2 separate regions of the Hordeum vulgare genome follow, and region 1 is linked to region 2. A link is a contact called in public Hi-C data. All regions are on one chromosome and are shown on one strand. Each heading gives the region's core, a stretch centred on a gene start, on an enhancer-like site or on the middle of the called end of the contact. The rest is flanking DNA. Distances are from core to core; before and after follow the strand shown.

Region 1 (5,792 bases), core at 1,359-3,858, 250 kb after region 2:
CTACAACCATATGTATGGGTATGACTCACATGACCAGGGTCCTATGGAGGAATTTGACGAGGATGGATTCACTGCACAAGAAAATGAAATTTTCGAGAAGGTGACGGGGAAGGAAAGAGGTGCCCCATTATTTTGTGATCTTAGTATTGACGACAAGGCCGTTGTTGATGGTGGCATGAGATTGGGGTTGTTTGAACCAAATTGCAACGCCGGTGGGTGAGTTGTCGCCTACCAAATTGCAACGCCACTCAATGTTGTAGATGTAACCCCATAACAAAAATGCATATGAGGGGGCACCTGATCCGCCAAAGATGGTTGTCCCTCGTACACATCTGGTTCAGCGGAAAACCCCTCTGTGCCTCATAAGGCCTCCAGTTAACCTGTAAAAGAGTTAGTTAGTCGATCCAATGTATTCCATGAATATCTGATAGAAATTGATGGGTATATATACCTCACGATATGTGAGGTTGTCCATCTCGTTGATGCAGCTCTTGTACAAGGACTTTTTCCCGCTACCAAACATTTTAACTTTGTCCCAGGAGAATGCCACAGTGAGGAGTCGAAAAGCATCCTGGTCTTCCCAGGGTATTGGGTCTTCATCAAGAAGGTCTACCCACAGTTTCGGGTTTTTGGGGTCAAATTCAGGACGTCCAACTCGCACACGCTCCCACATCCAAATGGATAGGCCCCAAATACATCCGCCCATGCATGGTTTCTGGATGGTTTTCCTACAAGCATCGTCGAGATGCAAACCAATATTTCATTGCTGGTTAGCTTTGTAAAGATTATGACGTACTACCATGGTTGATGAGAATTGCACTTACATGACGGTACAAGTAGGCGAGCCCAGCAGACCCCCAGCTGTAATTCTGATCCGAGTTGGCCAAGAAGTCAATATACATCCAAGGAGCAACGTCTCCGGATGTATCTCCAGAAACAACTTGGGTTAGGAGATGCCACACGCACACTCGCTCATACTGCTCCACTGTCTCCAGGTTGGCATCGGTCGAATCCCGCCATATTGCCCTCGAGCCAGGCGAATGGGACACCGTTTGTCCTATTGCCTTCCCTATAGAGAAAGAGAGGTAGAGCAGTCACCAATGAGAGCGGTAACCCTCTGACACCAGTTCTTGTTGTCCACTCGTCCGGTGAGAGCCTGGCGGTCGATGTGAAGTCTTGTGATCATGGCAAAGTCCTCGAGCGTCATAGTCATCTCGCCACAAGGGAGATGAAAAATGTGTGTGTCCTACCGCCAACGATCAAGCAATGCCGTGAGAGCTGCATGGTTCATCACCGGTGACACGCGTTTGAACTGAAGGACAAACGGTAGGAGGCCAGCACGCTCGAAGAAGGGCTCATAGCGCACGCCATATGTCATCTGGGTACCCTTCGTGTGACTCCTCATTCGCATGACCGTAAGTGTCCGTCAAAATTGAACAAATATGTTAGAACCTTACTTTATATAAGAAACATTTACATGAAAATTATTATGGCTTCACTTGTTACCTCTCCACGCTCGAGAGCACGAATATGATGGTTCTTGTCGAAAGCCATGTCAAGTCCCGTATACACACGTCCATTGTGCTCATGCTCGGCTATCCTAACATAACAAATAGTTTTATTATATGACTCAACATCATCTACACATACAAATTTAGCTAAACTATAGAAAAAATAAACTAAACACCCAACATCATAAAAATGTTGCAATTTGGCAATGCATCTATCTTCAGAGTACAAATTTGCATTCATAAACATTCTCACGAATAAACATTCTGACAACTTCGAACGTGAGCAAGATAAACATAATCATCCTAACACTTGCATATATTTATCCGGTCGTTTATGATGGATTTCCATAAATTCCAATACTAAAGATTATGCATTTAACATCCATATGAATTCATCATTCACTCACATAGAACAGTAATACTTGACTATGCCATACAAATTATTCATCCAAGATTAATAGTACTTCCATCATATCCATACATTGATCTCATATATTCATCAAGACAATGATAATACTCCATCATATACTACTGAACATATTTAAACTAGAGCAAATTTAAAAAAAGAGGGAAGACTTAGATAGCACCTAGCGCCAAATAGTACGTAAAAAAATACAACAATATTGTAACAAATAGTTGGAGGGATTGTATGAGCATACCATCCTCTTCGTCTTGCTTCAAAAATCTCCTAAAATGATGGATAGGGGAGGAAGATCGACATGGGAGATCGAGAGGTGGAGAAAGGCACCGTCGCCTTTGTTTCGCGAAGAGGAGGAAGAACTGAGTTGATGGATATGTGTGGTCTTCCCATAGTCCGAAGGAGATTAACCGGACTGAATAGTGACTGTAGGCTAGCACACCCTACCATCATTGATTGTGACGATAGGAACCTAATCCACGTAGAAGGTGTCGTCAACCTTGACGGACCTTACCGTCAGCCATAGTGACCATAACCTGTGCTCCCCTACCGTCACAGCAAGGAGATCAGATCCGGAAAAAAGTTTAACATAGAGTCACATCGTGCTGAACTTGTCTAAAAGTCCGCCGCACGCGAGTCCATCCATAGTGCTAAACTTGCAGGGTCAAAACAGCGAATTTGTGCGCCGCACGCGAGTGCGAGTCCATCCATAGTGCTCGCAGGCCAGGACCACGAGTCCACCCATCCACGCACCCAGTGACGCACGCCGCGAGCGAGGCCGAAGACCGAGGAGCAGAGCCGATCCCCCCATCCATCCCCAACCTGCAGCGTTTCTCCCCACACAAATTGAGTTGAGAGTTCCCCCTTGAGATCGAACGATCGATTCCGTTTTTGTCTCGCGCTGCTTGGCGATTTTCGATCCCCCCAAAGCAGTAGCCGGCAGGTGGGCGGTTGGTGGCGGCACTGATCCATCCCCCTCCCCTCCCCTCCCCTCCTACATCAAATCCACTGGCCTGGAATGGCGGCCAATAATAGCGGCAGCGAGCCCCCCATCCCCGAGGACGACGTGAAGCACGAGCCGGAGGCCAAGGGGAAGGCGCCGGCGGCCTCGTCCACCACCACCACCACCACGATGAACCGCTCCGGCTCGCGCCCGCAGCTCGACCTCAGCGGCGCCGCCATCCACGGCACCCTCGAGGACCGCAACCCCACCATCCTGCTGCCCAACCAGTCCGACGACATCTCCCACCTCGCCCTCGACATCGGCGGTACGTCATACCTGCTCTCACACTGACCTTGCCTCCGCGCCTCTCCTGCTCGAATTCGATGTCATCCGCCAGCAGTGTCGCCGCATTAAGCGTACCGGGTGAGGTGGTTACTGTAGAGTGTGGAGGCAGTGCATGAAGAAGGACGCTAGCTTGTTTTTCACTTTTCAGTAAATAAATAGCTGAAATAAGACGGGTCGTAGTAACAGCGCATGAAAGATGAAATGCAAGCCATGGACGGGGGCTTTCCAACTCCGGATTACCGTGCTGCTCGCTCAGTACGGATCGTTGTGAAGACCGCTCTATGCGTGCTCTTGCTAATTACTCCTATTAATAGCCTGCATTTTGGCTTTTGTGTTTTTGTTCACAACATTGTTTTCTGGTCATCAGTCTGAATGAGAGCTACAAACTGTCTGTTTGGTATCTGAACTGTACGTTTTCCCTCTAGGCTCTCTTATAAAGTTGGTATACTTCTCACGGCATGCCGATCAGCCCACCGAGGATAAACGCAAGCTATCCACCAAGAGAAGGCTTGAGATATTTACTGGTGCCAGGAGGAGTTACCCGGTTCTTGGAGGGAGGCTCCACTTTGTCAAGTTTGAGACTGGGAAACTAAACGAATGTTTGGACTTCATTTCTTCCAAACAACTACACCGGGGCGGTATGCAAATATTAGCACTACTTCGTTTTAAATACAAATTGATACATTGGTATTTTGATAGAAAACAATTAAAAACTTGCACGCGATGGATTTTACATGTATTCTGTATAATTGCACTGTGTTAAGATGATAGATAGTTCTATTGTAAAACAAAGGAAAATAATACTCTCTTATATAAACATAGTGACAATATATATATATGGATAGTTATCAAAGTTATCATAACATGTGCGTACCTGCTAATAATTTTGAGGGTGACTTGTGCATATTTCTTCTTTATTTCTCAGTCCTCTGGTTTTCCTAATTGGATATGCTGACGTGTTGGTTTCATATTTCATATATTTATTCTGATGGTATGCTCAAGTTTGTGCGTTTCATGTTCTTACATTGCATTCCTTATTGTATTCTATCCATTTTGGAAGTGCACCATATGTCCAATTTGATGTATATATACGTGAGCTTAGACAAAATTCCATAATCTCGTAATTGCTCCCAGCCTCCCATCACTATGTTTCATGTGTTTTTACTGTTTCTTTTTTACTTATCTCTTTTTGTGCTCTCGCATTGAGTTGTAGTTTTATCCTGCAGGAGTTGATTCACCTTCATGGCGCTCAGGAGCTCAGCCTGATAACATTGTAATCAAGGTAACAACTAATGAGATAACATTATGAACATTTTTTGAAAATTGATTTGTAATACCTGAAAGTTACCCAGTGTTTGTTATCAGGACGATTGAACATTTTGGTTAGCAATCTGTTTTTCCTGATTTGAACAAATGGTTAGTTTTGGTGAACACTATATAGAAGGAAAGTTTTGATGTTTGCACCGCTCTTCCTTTTTATGATATGTAGCATTAGAAGTTAGCATTACACTTTTTTTTACTGATTATGATATTTTCTGGAAAGGCAACAGGTGGTGGGGCATTCAAGTATGCTGATCTCTTTAAGGAAAGATTGGGAGTCAGTCTTGAGAAGGAAGATGAAATGGACTGTCTTGTAGCTGGGGCAAATTTTTTACTCAAGGTTTTCACTATTTCTAAATTGCAATATCAGTACTTAGGCTGCATCCTACTATGCAGTTCCATATTGTACATGGTGTTTATAATGTGTCATTCAAAATGTATTGTGCCACTAAAGGGTTGTTAAACACATAGGGTGCTCGCAATCAGAAATTTAAATTATGTGCAATTTATAAGCCTTTGTTTTTGGCCAGGCTATACGCCATGAAGCCTTTACACACATGGATGGCCAAAAGGAGTATGTGCAAATTGATCAGAACGATCTGTTTCCTTACCTTCTAGTTAATGTTGGATCTGGTGTCAGCATAATCAAGGTAACTTTAAGGTTGACTCCCCCCCTTGTTGGATCTTTGCTAATTTGTTCTTCTTGAAAGGTTGATGGGCATGGGAAGTTTCAACGAGTAAGTGGAACAAACGTTGGTGGCGGTACATACTGGGGATTGGGGAGATTAATGACAGAGTGCAAGAGGTGCTATTTTTGTCTGTTCATGGACATCATGTGTTCCTCCATAGCAGTTTGAAATCTTGAATTTGTTTCAGTTTTGACGAGTTACTAGAACTGAGCCAACGTGGAGACAACAGCACCATTGACATGCTTGTAGGAGATATATATGGTGGTCTGGACTACTCCAAGGTAACTACTAATATTATTAGTTGTGTCATTTTATTATCATTTTGATGGTCCGTGGAAGTTATGTACATATTGAATTTTGTATGCATTGTGAAATTTTCCAGTCACAAGTGGTATTAGTGGATAACATTTACCATGTCGAAGTCCCTAATTCTTGTTATGCAATGCACTAATGCTTATGGTGCCTTGCAGATTGGCCTTTCGGCGTCAACAATTGCCTCTAGCTTTGGGAAGACAATTTCAGATAACAAGGAGCTATCTGATTATAGACCCGAGGATATTTCACTC
Region 2 (5,784 bases), core at 2,354-4,853:
ATGTTTGAATTTCTAGCCTAAGCTCACTTTTATCATGTATTTGTAAGACAGAATACATTATCAAAGTGAGAAAAAAATATAGATATATTTATTCCAACCCAAATATTAGTATTGGAAGCATCTAGATATAAGTACAACAACACATATAAATGAATTCTACAATCTCTCTACTCGAGAGGAAACATAGCTTTCTAATAGCACATTTGATTCACCCCCTGGCCTTTGAGGAGAAAATATGCAGCACATAACACTATTCTACACCTTACCAAAACACATCAATCCAAGAATTAAGTGGATTCAAACGAACATGGCTTTTATTAATTGTTGCACTTATCTACACTATGTACGACATGAAACACAAGCTCACATCTTCTTCAGTTGTTTGCAAGCTAGATGTAACTAGACTACTAGAGGTTTGATTCGCTTGAGCTGTCAACAATGGAGGCATCGTCAAGCAAACTCGACTCCCCTACCCCAAAATCTTGGTAGTCGAGCAGCCAATCTGTTGCTCCAATGTCCCATGACATGGCGGAGGGAATGACATTGAACTTGTCAACATCATTTGCGACTGTGAAGTCAAGCCACGGCTCTTCGACGATGCCAATGGTCGGGAGGTCATCCTCCTCTTCCAGCAGCCACTTCACGAGTGGATCCTGGTCATGGATGCCACTGTTACCACTCGTTGTGTTGTTGGTGTTTGTGCCTGATAACTCTGGTGGGCCGGACTCGCCATCTCCCAGTGACGCATCCTTGTCCCTATTGAAGTATGTGTCATGTTGCTGGCATTGTTGCCCATTGTTGGACTTGCATTCTATCGTGACCGTCGAGGATTGTGTTGACGTTGTTGATAGGCTAGCCTGCAGTGGCTGCTTCCGGACTTCAAGGGGCTCGTGTGTGACTGGGTCGATTCCCATCTTGATAAGCTTCTTCTTTATGTGTGTGTTCCAATGGTTCTTAATCTCGTTATCCGTTCTTCCTGGTAACTTGGCAGCAATCTTGGACCATCTGCAGAGAGCCAAAGACAAAACTAAAGTTAAATACACATACGGAAAATGGATAAAAATATTTAAAATAGTGCATTCAAGCTTTCATATTTTTTGGAGATTATTAAAGAAAATAAATTGACTGGCAAAAGTAGTAGTAATTTTCATGGAAAATGCTTCTATAATTATTATTTGTTCTATATTTTTTCGGTAACATTTCTGTATGAAACTTCGTCCATATGTTCTAAAACATAACCGAATTAGAGAAATATGAGGACCTTTCAATTCAGGCGCATTACAACATCATGCAAACGTGATGCTCATGTAAGAATGAAAGCCAACTGAGTACGTTTGTCCTTGTCACTAAGTCATGGTTTCTTTCTAACGTTGATTACATTTTTATCACGCATGTTTGTTTAACTAGCTAAATATATGCATGTCACAACTCGTCAACACTTTCATGAACAACTTGGGGATATCGAAGTACCACGAGAACCAAAGATCACTATCCACTCCATCGACATCATCTGTTTCTTAAAGCTGAGTAGCCTTTTATCAGTGATAAAATAACAAAAGTGGTTGGTAGAGTGAGAGAGTGGCCTTTAAAAAAGTTCCAAGCGTGAGGGGCAGCTCGACCCTGAGGGTGACGCTTTCCATTTCTGAATCCAACGCTTAGTGTTTCCTCAGCCACACGAGCAAAGCTAGTGGTACTACTGGTGGCTGCTGGCTCGATCTAGGTCACTCATCTGGACAGTGATGGATAAATTAAAAGAAAAAGAAAAGGTAGTGGCTATTGCTGGAAATTTTTGCTGCTATGCCACTTGTATCATTGTATGCCAGTAGGCTCGAGAAGGACAGTCAATATATATACAGACACTTTCTTTTGCGGAAAGGGATTCCCCCGGCCTCTGCATATGCTGATATTCCGTGTTTAGGATTCCTACAGGATAGAGCTAGAGACCAATCGTGTTAATTTAAAATTTGTTACTTCCTCTTATCCATATTAATTAACATTGTTTTAGTTATCACTCACATGAATACGGTATAAGTTTATATTTGCATTAAGAAGGATAGTTCATTTTGCCCATAGTTTTTTTTGTCCTATCTATATCAGTTCGTGTGTACGGTAGATCAGTGGTACACGTAGGTCACAAACCTCGTATGGCGGCAATAGGTCACCAGCATGTCATGCTTATTCTTCGATGACATATTTCACCATGGTTTTATAATTTCCAGTTGTATCTGGAGTATTTATAAATCTTCACAGCTACGATCCAATGAGTGGGCTAATAGTTACTGCTTACTAGTACTGCCTAGGCACGATCGATGCCACATGCATAGGTCTCTATCGAGCATTCAAGCTACGTACTCTCTCCATTCTTTTTTTTATTTCCTCTGCATATTAACTTTGACTGATGTCAAATTTTATAAAATTAGATCAACTTTGTAGAAAATAATATGAACATTCACAGTAACAAATTTGTATGAGGTAACAATATATGCAATAATGAATCCAATGATAAAGTTTGATTTCAATCATACCTAATACATTTTTCTATAATCTTGTTGAAAGTATATAAAGTTTGACTTTAGACAACCTAATATGCGAAGTAAATAAAGACGGGGGAGTACTAGCTCCTTAAAAAACAAATACGTACATATACTACCTTGTAGCTCACACGAGTGATCGATCACTTCGGTTTCAAGTAATCTAAGATTTGGTGTGTGTGCTCTTGGCAGTTGAAGTTGTTTGGACTCAACAGCGATCGATCGAGTGGGACTTCACATTAGTACATATATACATCTATACTGGTTACTCTCTAGGCAGTTCCATCGACCCCAGATAGTATTGGTCAGGTCCTTTTCGTGCACATTGACTAAGCACCATATGAATGCATGGATACTGATATATCCTATCTTACTGTAGCGGGTTATTCTTGTTCTTACCCTAGAAGCTAGAGGATAAGCCTAGCTAAGCCGCCATATTGCTACGTGATCATCGATCCATATATGCATGCATGCATGCGTGTGAAGTGATGACTCTCATGCATGTTTCCCTTTGTGTATATGTACATGCATGCAAGTGTGGGATGGATTATCATTTACTTTCTCTAGTTTTCCTCAGCTACAATTATGTATAGATAGAGAGGGAGTATTAATTACCTGTTGCCAAGCTTGGCATGGAGGTCAACGACGAGCCGCTCCTCGTCGTCGGTGAGGAGGCCGCGCTTGAGGTCGGGGCGGAGGTAGTTGGTCCAGCGGAGGCGGCAGCTCTTGCCGCAGCGCAGCAGGCCGGCGAGCTTGGGCACGGCGCGCCAGCAGCAGCGCCCGGCGTTGCCGAGGATGAAGCCCATCAGCTTCCGGTCCTCCTCCGCCGTCCACGGCCCGCGCTTCACCCCCAGCTTGTCGCAGCACGGCTGCCTCCCCATCGTCTCCTACCTCCCGCTGCTGCTGCCGGCTCTTAAAAGGCCGGCCGCGAGCGCGCTACCAACCTCGCCCTTTCTCGGCCGTGCGGTGTGATGGCTTTGGTTTGGGCAGGGGGCGGAGGCGGGGTTGCAAAGGCAAAGCATGCAACGCACATCGATCGAGCAGTGTGACAAGTGCGCCGGAGCTGCAACCGTGGCGTGTGCGTATATATAGCTCCGTCCATGGGGATGGCTATGGATCTCTTTTTAATCCGCGGTGATGGTGACGGCCAAGGGAGGAGACAGGCTGAGCCCACGAGGAGCACTTGGTCGTCCGAGCTGAGAGACACAACCCGCATACTGTACACCTACCTTGCTGCTTTCGAATCTTGCTTTGCGCAAAGGATTGCTATTAGAAGCCTCTCGCGGTTTCTCTGTTCTCCCCAACAGTTAAAAAAGGGCTTGGTAGAATCTTGCTTTACTCGATCGGCTTGGGTGTTGGTCTTGTCATATGTCGAAAACGGTATGTATGCATACTGGTGGCACATACACATTCCATATAGGAACAAGTTGTGTACTACGTACTATGTGTCTATGTGCCGCCTAATACATGTCACAAAAGTGGAGTGATTTCTTCTGACTTGAAAGTTGATCAATCCGTTTGTCACTTGAAAGTTGCAACTAATTAATCTTGTTGGAGTCCCTCCTGCTCTTTGTTTGTCAATTGTATGCCGTTGCTACTAAGAGCAAGTACAATAGTATAGCCAGCTGCTGGCTATAAGCTATTGCCATGTCATATATAGCCTATCTTATAGCCAACATGTATAATAGTTCATTACAAAAGTGTACTACTTTTTTATTATATGGTTCACCTCTCATACTCACAAAATGCATACGAGCACGTGCTAGAGCCGGCTCTTAGCTAAGAGCCTGCTTACCTTCTCTCTCCTCTTCTCTTTCCTCTAACTAAACAAAAAAATATTAGTTTATTTCTTATAGCCAGCTGACTCAGCTCTATTGTACTTGCTCTAAGGCTGACCATAGTGGGAGTAACTAAGATAGTATCATGTACTTGGAAATAGCAAACATGCTGATGTGGCAGACAATTAAAGAAGAGAGAGAGAGGGTTAGAGTAACATAAATAGATACCGTAACATGTTAAATACTATGCTATATGTGTCATGCATGTCAATAAATGAGGTCATCTATGATACTAGTTTATGATACTATGCACTATAAATGTAGTATCATACAATATTATCATATGCATGATACTACTATATGATATTCCCCACTATGACCAGCCTAAGAATATTACTCCCCTCTTTCCGGTGCTTAAATCTAAAATCTCATAAACCAAGTAGATGGTGAGTAGAGGAATGTATGCATGGATGACCGCTAAATGAGTAGGAATGGTTACATGCATTGGTTGGTTTCTTTTAATCCTTGCATGCATCAATTTAATGCACATTAGAATGTGAACATGTGATAAAAAGAAGTGAAAATAAGACTTATAATATGGAAAAACCAATAAAATGAGATGAACCCAATAAATCGAAAAGGAGGGAGCATCTCGAAAGGTAGAAAATAAACAAGGACACCGATAGCAGCAAACATTCGCTTGGAGAGATGACACAAATGTTTTTGCTGGCAGTTTCTTCAAAGATGCATAACATTAACATGACAGTTTCTTCTGAGAAAGGTATTTTCTTCTAAAAAATGTCACTCTTTGATCTCACGTCATAATTAAAACTGCCAGCAAAATGCTTTCGTTTGCCATCCCCTTTGTAGTTGTCACATTGTGTCAAGTTTTGGCCTGGTTAACAAAATACTCCGGTTTTGACTAGTTAGACCCACTTATCAGGCCAACGTAGTTAGTGATTTGGATACCAACTTAAAAGCGCAAACCTGCTAGATGTGTCCTCGGAAGTTAAGACAGTGGTGGCGACCTCCCTATCGAATAAGTCTTCCCGACTTCGTCCTTATTCTAGGGGTGTGTTCTTTGCAATTTTTGGGGATCGAGTGGAGGCGGATCTTTGATGGTTGCATGCATATTTGATTTGACCTTGCGATGCGTTGGTTCTTCTGCAAGGCTTCTTCCTTCGTGGTGACAACGGGCAGTAATTTCCTTCTTTGGCAACCGATCGAGCTCTCGCTGATCCATGGACCTAGTTCTTAGTGCTAAGGTGCATTCATCGTTTTAAGATCCCTATAGTTGTGTGGTTCAAATGGCTTCACTCAAGAAGAATTCTCTCTAGGAGTTCTCATGGCGGCATCGATGATCCTTTCTACAATAAAGTCCTTTTTGGTGTGTATGGTTCTTGTCGAAGACAACTGACATATTTGGGGTTCTTATTTTTATGTCTTGCTGGGTCCTTTATGTAAAACTGCACCCG

Evidence for each region. A called contact is a pair of places that touch in the nucleus more often than the background predicts.
Region 1: a Hi-C map of leaf shows a contact between it and region 2, with 2.5 times the contacts expected there. The contact joins the promoter of LOC123400076 here to the promoter of LOC123400075 in region 2. A contact is called at or near these places in 2 of 6 Hi-C or Micro-C datasets (both in leaf).

Annotation. Positions count from the first base shown.
Region 1 is chr5H:500,100,497-500,106,288 of MorexV3_pseudomolecules_assembly, forward strand. LOC123400076 (pantothenate kinase 2) reads left to right here and starts at 2,609. Exons shown (of 22, transcript XM_045094475.1): 1 at 2,609-3,197; 2 at 3,643-3,855; 3 at 4,444-4,499; 4 at 4,761-4,877; 5 at 5,068-5,187; 6 at 5,248-5,342; 7 at 5,414-5,507; 8 at 5,697-5,792. The coding sequence starts at 2,948.
Region 2 is chr5H:499,849,337-499,855,120 of MorexV3_pseudomolecules_assembly, forward strand. LOC123400075 (MYB-like transcription factor ODO1) reads right to left here and starts at 3,604. Exons shown (of 2, transcript XM_045094474.1): 1 at 3,147-3,604; 2 at 293-1,005. The coding sequence starts at 3,412. The coding sequence ends at 408.